Regions from separate parts of the Zea mays genome. Here region 2 is linked to region 1. A link is a contact called in public Hi-C data. All regions are on one chromosome and are shown on one strand. Each heading gives the region's core, a stretch centred on a gene start, on an enhancer-like site or on the middle of the called end of the contact. The rest is flanking DNA. Distances are from core to core; before and after follow the strand shown. Region 1 has its middle 7.5 kb from the start of LOC100192882. Region 2 overlaps LOC103634777 (ARM repeat superfamily protein).

What was found. Hi-C and Micro-C count contacts between places; a contact is called where the count stands out from the background.
Region 2: a contact with region 1 is called in a Hi-C map of leaf, with 2.9 times the contacts expected there. The contact joins two enhancer-like sites. A contact is called at or near these places in 2 of 25 Hi-C or Micro-C datasets (both in leaf).

Annotation. Positions count from the first base shown.
Region 1 is chr8:10,803,330-10,808,137 of Zm-B73-REFERENCE-NAM-5.0, reverse strand. No RefSeq gene overlaps it. Among protein-coding and RNA genes, the nearest start is that of LOC100192882, 7.5 kb to the left of the region's middle. Within about 2 kb of position 2,862, at least 9 of the 20 cell types and tissues checked have an H3K27ac peak or open chromatin away from gene starts, as enhancers often do. A contact at or near this core is called in leaf, where this site is marked.
Region 2 is chr8:11,079,199-11,084,006 of Zm-B73-REFERENCE-NAM-5.0, reverse strand. It overlaps LOC103634777 (ARM repeat superfamily protein), which reads right to left. Exons shown (of 20, transcript XM_008657364.3): 16 at 4,252-4,452; 17 at 4,021-4,155; 18 at 3,801-3,926; 19 at 3,443-3,589; 20 at 2,714-3,200. The coding sequence ends at 3,051. Among protein-coding and RNA genes, the nearest start is that of LOC103634777, 22 kb to the right of the region's middle. Within about 2 kb of position 2,341, at least 15 of the 20 cell types and tissues checked have an H3K27ac peak or open chromatin away from gene starts, as enhancers often do. A contact at or near this core is called in leaf, where this site is marked.

The DNA.
Region 1 (4,808 bases), core at 1,613-4,112:
TACCCAGCATTAAAATCGATCGAGATTGCTAAAAAGAACATGTCATGTGATTGTTCCTGTAAACAGACGCGAGGGCCGAGGACTCAATCTATACACGTATAATTTATCTAATTGTTTGATATTGTGTTTTTATGTGAACAAAGATAATATAATCAAGAAATTGGTTGTGAGTGGGCTGGACGAAATGCTCGTGGCTCGCTGACTCGCTCGGTTCATGGTCAACTCGGCTCGACTCGGATCGGCTCGTTTAAATTTTTTCATGAGCTGAGCTGACATCCTAGCTCGGTTCGTTAACGAGCCAGCTCGCGAGCTAAACGAGCTATCATATTCCAACAAAACGAAGCTATATGCATATCATTTACAGAATAATTGATGAACATGTTATATATATATATATATATATATATATATATATATATATATATATATATATATATGTGTGTGTGTGTGTGTGTGGTGTCTATGGCATATGAATTAAACTAATGGTTAATGAACTATGTTTATGTGTTAATTTGGTCTATGCAAATATAATTATGGGTTAAACTGATGAACATGTATGTGAATTGTGAATTAATGAGTGATAAATTGTGCTAATTTGGTGTTATATTGACGTGGTTTGTGAAACTATGAGTATAATTGCTATTTTCTATTGTTAAATTAGTTTTAAATTAACTAAAAAATAATTATTATGTACATTTTATTTTTTTCTGCTCTGGCTCACGAGCTAAACGAGTCAGCTCGAGCTCGTAAACGAGCCGAGTCGAGCTGGCTCGTTAGCTTAACGAGCCAGCTCGAACTCGGACGAGCCGAGCCGACTCGTTATCCACCCCCGACTATCAGGCTAACTCCAATAGGAAGAAGCCATTTTGGCCATCCATTGGTCTTTTGGGGTTTAGCTAGCTATCCAAATTGTTAGTGTATCCATTAATCCATAGAAGCCATTTTAACTTATAGTATTGGGTTGGTGGATGGTAGGATTGCCATGTCACTGAGACACGTAAGAAAATGGCTGCCTCCTTGCTTCCACCCATTTAAGCCTTCGTCTCTCATTTTTCTTCCAAAATGATTGCTCCTTGCAGCACATATACGTAGTGGCATAGCTAGGATTTTAGTGATGGATGGTCTAATTTAGACCTTCTTCGGTTATTCCCATTATACAAGGATTGAATGAGATTGGAAAAAATTTAGAAGAACTTTGACTTGCTTTGGATTTAAACCCAACCAATCTCACTCAATCCACATGGATTGAGAGCTAACCGAACAAGGCCTTAATTTTCCACAATATAAGTGCAACAATTGATAAATAGGTGTATAATAAAAAAATTATCAAATATAATATGGTCAAATAAAAAGGTCGTATGATCATCTAACATATTAGAAATAAAAGGTATAAAAGTCATCTGAAATCTTAAAAGTAAAAAAATAGCAAATACAGTATGGTCGTATGTACTCTGCACGTACCATATAATTGTATGAGAGTTGAACGATCAGATGTTGTTGATTGGATTTATGGTAACTGCACGGTTAGCACGACCTTCTCCTACCTAAACGACTTGATGCAGGTGCAACCATGCAACATGTCGTACTGAGTCTAGAACACGTGCATGTCGTAGTCATGCTAGATCTGCTTGGAGCACTATCGTGCATGCTTGTTCTAGAACTAGATAGTCATCTGGTGTGGCTGCAGGCGTAGGAGCCCAATTTCACATGTTGTTGTGATGTGTTTGTGTTGTCGTGGTGGTCACGTCAAGTAAATAAAATAAAGCTATTGCTTAAGAGCAATATTTTTATGCCTAATATTTTTTACATAATATATATAGTTTAATGTGTTTTGGGCTAAGGTGGTCTAACTCCGCCACTGCCTATAAGCCATCTATTTTACCTTTGGCTGCCCCTTTAGGTCATGTTCGGTTACACCAATCCATAAGAGGATTCCTAGTCAAAACCTTCTGGATTGGTGTAACCGGACAAGCCCTTAGTTGTCCGGTTGGAGCCAGTCTTAAAAGGTCTCAAGTAAAAAGTCACATTAATACCTTTTTTTGTCTATATCAGTATGCATTTTCATCTGTTTTATATCAGAATTTGTAACTATTTTAAATTAAATTTTATAAATTCAAGATTTAATATTTTCATTTTTTAATTAGTCTTCAACTTCAAGAATTACCGTGTAGTTTAGTGCATGTATATCAAATTATGTTTAAAATTTAAAACGGCCACTGAACTATAACTAGTTTAACCGAATGCATGTATAAATTTTAGGTGGTATACTATATAGTAAAATTCTGAATCTACCACTGATTAGCAGGAAGAGTACGCAGTGCCATTCCTTCTACTTTCCTTCTTTAAATAAGACAATCCTGAATATTACATTAAAAATGAACCTTTATAGAGGTTGAGAAAATTTATAAACCTTTACTTTATCCATACACAAAGGTATCATAGCCATTGACTATAACCAAAATCAGACCCTTAAACTGTGATTTGAAGTTTGACAAACGAAGAGGTTTTTTTAACTCCGGCATGAAATTTACGGTACAGAAAATCAGACTTAAAAACTAAGGAATGCTGCCAAACCATCTGAGCAAGACGATCATTCACTTTTTTTTTAATATAGAAAATACTTCTTTTGAACCAACGGTAGTTGGTAGCAATGTCTGTTACCGTTAGAGCTTATTCGATTATAGGTGGATTGAGCGGATTTAAGAGGACTAAATCTTCTGCTATATAAATTTATATAGGTTAATGAATTTGGCCGGTTGAAATTAAACGACAGCAAAGAAACGACAAGGATAAAAAGTCCGTAGGCCGATCTGTCTCGTCAAGAGGATTGTGTGGATCCACTGATGCCAACAACTCAAGCTTTTCCAAAGATGAAAAAAAAGTAGTACGTACACGCACGCACGCACGCACGGAATCTGAACGCCTGTAAAGTTTATAAAATTGTGCGGAGCCAACAGCATCAATCAACGCTGCATCTTCACGTCCTTTTAGAGAAAAAGAAGAACGCAAACATTTGTTCCAAATTTTTTCCTGATCAATCGATCGCCCCAGAGCATATATTTACTTTTTCGTGGTATTCGTTCACGTTCGCATTTTTTCTTTGTCGTCTCATGAATTTATAAAAACAGCAGAGGCGAAGTAGTGACTAGTGAAAATCCGAGGGCATACGTTTGTCGTATGGGTGAATAGATTACCGACATAATAAGAGCAAATATAATAACACGCAACAAAAAGCTTAAATGTTAAGTTGAAGGACAGAGAAGGCTGTTAACTTAGAGCAACTCCAGTAATTTTCAAAAGAATTCTAAAAACAAAAAAATTTAGAGAGCTTTTATAAAATTTCCTCTCCAACTGCTCCTGAAATCAACTTGCTAAATTTACTTATATTCCAACTAATTCACGTCAATCTATTTTTGTTTCGGCGCCTTTTACTGGTTAGGATTTTTTTATACAGTGTCATAGATTTTGATCTATTATCAAAATTGTCGGTACCCTGAATCAGGGGTACCCTCTTCTACGGCATGAAGGCGCTGCACCCGTACGGCACCTCCAGGCCATGCAGAGAGCGGCATCCGACCCCACAACATGGGCAGGTCTAGGGGCACCACGTGGCAAAGAAAGATAATACTTCCCACGGTGCATCGATGGGTCCGGACCTCCGCAGAGGTACACTGGACCCCTGTACGTACGGGTTCGGAGCTTCCAAGAGGGCATGTCAGGTCCCTCCGAATATGGTCCGGGCCTGGGCAAGGTCCCGGGACGAGGAGGACCCCGGCATGAGAAGGGGTCCGGTGCCGGCACGTGTCCAAGCCTTGCCCTACGCTTCCCGCCCAGGCGGAGACCCACTGCTGCCGCGTGGCTTACGACCCGTGATATAAACCAACGAGCCGAGCCTGACGTAAGACCCACACAGTCGTGCAGCCTCTGCGTTTATTGCGGAGAGGACGCGTTGTCTGCCACCACGTTGACGGGCGATGTGCCCTCTCAGCATTTAATGCACTCTGTCCAATCCGCTAGCAGACGGCGTCAGAGTCATCCAACAGACGGCGCGCCTGACCAGTCTGTTGGTGAACAGTGCACCCGTGCCGAGCGGCACACTGTACTCACCATCCCTTCTACAAGAAGCTTCCCTTGCATGCCGAGGATACGCAGATCTCAGGCGTCAGGACACAAGAAGATTGACCCAGCAGCAAACATTTGTGGCTCCAAGTGCTATATTCATTATGTCCCTGGGCCCACATGTCGGGGCCCAGTACCTTTGTGCATGCCCCCTTCAGCTATAAAAGGGGAGACATGCGACGTTACAACGCAGGCTCACACAAGCTGATAGACTCACAAACTCATACGAGTTCACCAGCAATACATCACACAGTGGAGTAGGGTGTTACGCTCCGGCGGCCCGAACCACTCTAAATCCTTGTGTGTTCTTGTGTTCTTCCTTTTTCCCCAACTAACAAGCGAAACGCCTAAGCCCCTCCTCATCTTAGGATTTAGGGCGGGTGCACTCCGCCACCTGGCCGGAGATTTGCTCTCCGACATTTGGCGCGCCAGGTAGGGGCTAGGCATTAGATTTTTGCTTGTTTCCTTGCCCAAGTATGATGGTGCAAATCATTGAGCACCGCACCGAGACTTCGATAGATTTCACGGTGGAGGGAGAAGCTGCTTCCTCCACACCGCAGGTTCCCAACCGTCTAGTGCCGGGCACTGCTGCAGTGCATGCCGCACGGCAGCACACGGCTGCGCAAACGTCCCGAACTCCATCAAGGGCTTCTCCGGGGGCATTATCAGCAGCTAGGGAGTTGTTGCGA
Region 2 (4,808 bases), core at 1,092-3,591, 280 kb before region 1:
GTATGGCTAGGATCACAAATTAATTACGAAACATTTTCACATAACAATATAACACACATTTGTTCATAAGTTATCATGATATTAAATGTTTCCGTTGCAACGCACGGGCACCCACCTATATGTGTTTATGTCTACATCTATGACAGGAAACACACCTACTACATCTCTCTTCAAGCTCACTTGCTACCATTGCACAATGCGTAGTAGTAGATAAGTATCACCGATATTCTTGAATTATATTTTTGGATGGAGGTAATATTATTTAAAGAAGAGCTTTGCATGCTATTTCTTTTGTTTGAATAATGCATTATACTTAAATTCCCTTTTTTGCATGTGTGAAATTTTTTCTTCGTAATTTTTTTTCCATGGATCAGACTTGTGAGTCATTTTCATAAACTAACGCCAAACATGAATCCATGTTTCCTACTTCAAACCCCGAACAAACTCCATGAGCAGGAGGCACTCGTGTTGTCGTCGCTCATCGATGACGAGAAGAAGCTTGGCGACTGTCAGTTCGACCTCTAAAAGCAGTCTTACATGGCCGCATGCGCCGCTGTGTACGACAAGCTCCCGCGAAGCCGCCGCTTGGACGCGGTCCAAAGCAGCTGCACCGCGCTGTCCATCGTTAAGCAGGGGGGCCTCATGGTTGTCGCCAACGTCGACGACTCTCGGGTTGTTCTGGACACCGCATCCGATGACGACGCCATCACGCCGTCCAGCTCATCGTCCACCTGAAGCCCAACCTGCCACGTAAGTCGCTACTGACCGGACATGAATTCTTGTGCGCTGGGACGATGGACGTTGCTGACGTTGTGTGAGTGTCGCTGATGAGCCCGGGGTGCACTTCGTTTGACAGCCCAACCAAGAGTCATCGGTACTCGTCATGTCGCGTGCGTTCGACGACTACTATATCGAGGATTGTGGCGTCATCTTGGCACCGGAGGTGACACAGAGGAGGATCGACAACAGTGACCAGTTCGTCATCCTCGCCACCGTCAGGGTAGCTTTTGTGCCGGTCTACCTTTAATTCTCTTCGCAAATACATACACACTTACCTTTTTGTTTAAGCAAGAGCATATGGTGGTGCGTGTCTGATGACTAACGATGTACGAGGGAATTTTTCCGGCATGTGTGGAACGTGCTCTCCAATGATGAGACCATACAAATCGTGGCATATATCAAAGTCTGCATGATACTGATGGTTGCAATGTAGTGGTGAAATAACTAGATTAAAATAACAAAATTTATGTATGGCTAGGATCACAAATTAATTATGAAACATTTTCTCATAACAATATAACACAGATTTTGTATATAAGTTATCGTAGTATACTGGTATTATATATTCCCGTTGCAACGCACGGGCATCCAGCTAGTTGAGTCATTATATATTTAAAATCTCAATCAGAACAAAAACTAGAATGCATATGTAACATTATGGACCTTAGTACGTATTTATTTGATTGAATTGAATTAACAGAGATTAAGTCCATTATTAAATCCAATAGAAAGGTCATACTAAAACAATTTAATCTTCAGATCTGTTTTAATTAAGACGAAGCATAATATTATTTGGATCAAGTCTTTTAAGGCTATTCTCAATCTACTTTTATCTTCTCACAATATCCAAAGATTACATGCCATATGAAATTACATAAAATACAACTATCCCGATGTATAGTATTATAGATTATTATTTTTAATCAGCTATAGAGTATTAAATGGTAGCATATGTGAGAGTGTGGGGGGCACTTGAATGGTTAAAAATTTAAAATTTCAATGTATGTGATCTTGTGCCCAAGTAGTTTCTTTCCCTCAATATACAATTTTCTTCTCTTTCCTCTTAACTCTCCTGCCACATCATTAAAAAAATGCTTGTAGCATGCATTACATGTGTATGTTATCAGTATTAAATAGTCTAATTATAATACTAATTACATAGATAGAGGATAGTTTATTAAGCGTAATTAATCTATAATTAGTAAATGTTTACGTAGCATCATATGAGCGAATCGTTGACTAATTAGATTTGATAGGTCCGCCTTATTGTTTAGCTCTAATCTACATAATTAGTTCTATAATTAAATATTTTTAATATTTTTAACTTGTATCCAAAACATTCCATGTGACAATGAGTAAAATTAAGTGATGTTCCTTAAAGAAAGAGAGAGAAACGAACCGACCGTAATGACCTGTGGTAGCTTAGGGAGCAAGCATTTGGGCTGCGAGAGATCGATCGAGCCGGCCGTTCACTCTGCGGTTTCGGCTCCATTTGCACTTGCCGGCGCGAGTGCGCGTGAGACGAGAACGCGTTTGCGTACGCATGAATGATATCGCGGGCACAGCTCCATGGATGCATGTGCGCAGGAAAGCTAGTGAGAGCGATTGATTGACGTCGACCGACCGGTGCGAGTCCCGTCGTCGACAACGTTTCCGTTTCCGTTTCTGTTCCCGTAATATATCATTTCGTTTATATCCCATTCATGTTTCCGTTTATATCTCATTCTTGTTTCCCCGTAAATACGAAAAGGGTCTCGATAAAAATAAAATACGGTACCAGACGAAGCAAAAAATTCTCCCACTCGTTTTCATCCCTGGTGAGACATAACGAGGTCTTCAGGCTTGTAAAGACTATTTTTCAGTTCGGTCCATGAAACCTTCATTACACCGGGTTTAGGATTGAAAACGCACCTGCAGGCAGGCCCTGAAGCGATTCATCATTTTTCACTCTTTTTTGTTTATATTTTGAGAAATAAAATGGGTTGATTCTCTGCCCCTCATCATCCGTCGTTTGCTAATAATTAGTACAAAGCATGAGAGAGAGATAGAATGGTTCTGTCAAAAGCAATGAAATAAACTCAATGATGCACCCCCTATATTTCCCATGCATGGTAGACGAGAACCATTTACAAAACAGGGAAATCATGTCATCTGGCACTCACACACGACAGCACATATTTTAGCATGCATGAGCTCTGGAACCACCAATTTTTAGGCGTCCACTGAACACGTTCTTGGTTATAGAGATCCACATCGCAGAAGAGATCATCTTAGCACCCAGACGTTGCAAGGAACCGGTCGTAGGGACACAGCGCTGGCAGCTTACAGGAATTGGGGTGCCATTGTTCATCAGCTGTGCAGAGAAACGTATCTGCTTGAGGATCCTGCCGAGATGACTGCTCGACGGAAGATTCACCAGCCTGAAAGTTAAGAACCTTGTGAGCACATGCACATTTAGTTCCACCTGGGTTGAATCTCAATATCTCATTTTAAATTCACCTGTCAGATAAAATATTGAAACCGCAACTTTTTAAAGGAAATGCAAAATAAAAATAAGTGGCAAAAATGTACTCAGTTCATATAACGTCCAACCGCCAATGAATACTGTTCTTATTGGCAGCTGTTTAACTGTGGACAGTTCAAGGTGCTAAGGATCTCTAACCTCTTTTTCACAGACACTCATGCACGCAGATAGCTTTTGCTGCTTCCCAATCAGAAGTGCTTCACATTGGTTGGCTACGTCCTTGAAAGGCAGATCCTGGTTTGTTGACACTGACGACCTTCCAACATGCTGAGATGTTTCCAAAACCTATACACAAATTATAACTCTTCTCAGGACTTATCAACTTATATTAAAAAGGTTTTTCGTGTTACCACCGTATGAGAGTAATGAAATTATGCTCTAACAAGTGTCAAACACTCCTGCGTTTTTCGAGAAAAAAAATGAACTGCACGGAGATATCCTTTTTTTTTCCAGCGGATTTTGAACAATGTAGAAGAACCAGGATATAAGTACATACTGAATCAAGAAGCCGATTGACATCAAGAATGTTGTTACATGGCGGATGTTGCAAGTGAGGTTCTACTGAGCTGTCAGATGCTTCAGCGAGAGTATCATCTTCAAAAACAAATCCCAATGGAATAACCTGCAGAAGTACCATCATAATAATATAAGATCAAACTGATAAAACTTCACAGGTGTTGAGTTGTTCCTTATCTATCATGAACAAGACTGATCACCTCCATAGACTTATGGTGCAGTTTCCCATTTTGTGCTGGATACTGTGAAGGTGTTTCAGTAAAATGAGATCCCAGACAGCTGTCATCTGCTGAAAATTCCTCAAGCAACTGTTTCCTAATAGCAGACAATTCTGACTGCAGAGAGAATTACACCAGAGCATTGCCAAATAAGCAAGTAAAAGGTTCACAGCATGAGGAATAGCGTATATATGACAATCTTTTGTGCGGTACCTCCGACATATCTTCCAAGCTGTCAAGTATAAGAGGCACTGATGTTTCTTTTGACTGATTTTCATTCATGTCAATGTTCGACAGTGATTTCAGAGCTAGCTCATCATCTTCTTTTGAACCATAGAGTTTCGTGCAGGACTCATTAGCACTATCAAGAGCCTGCAATCTACAGTCTTCTATTAAACAAAGAAATGGATCAACCTGCAACAAGGCACATAGAAAATAACAGGAGAATTATATAATAATCTCATTTCTTGGACCAATGGTCCACCGCTGCTGAACAGCCCACTCGAGATCAATTTGTAATAGACAGGTCTGTAAAGTAGTAGGTTAAATAGTTCTGTACTTGCTTTCAATGAAAGAAGGGCAACAATTGACTCAATAACTTCTAAACTGCGATAAGCAAAAATAGGCCAGTCTGGCCCAATTAGACATGCCCTGACAGATCCAATAAGAACTTCAACATGAGCCCTGGTAGTACTTCCTGAGACCCTGAACATGAAATCTCAGGCCTGAAAGCAAAAGGAGAGCTTTGCTGGCTCAGGCATGGGAAGATG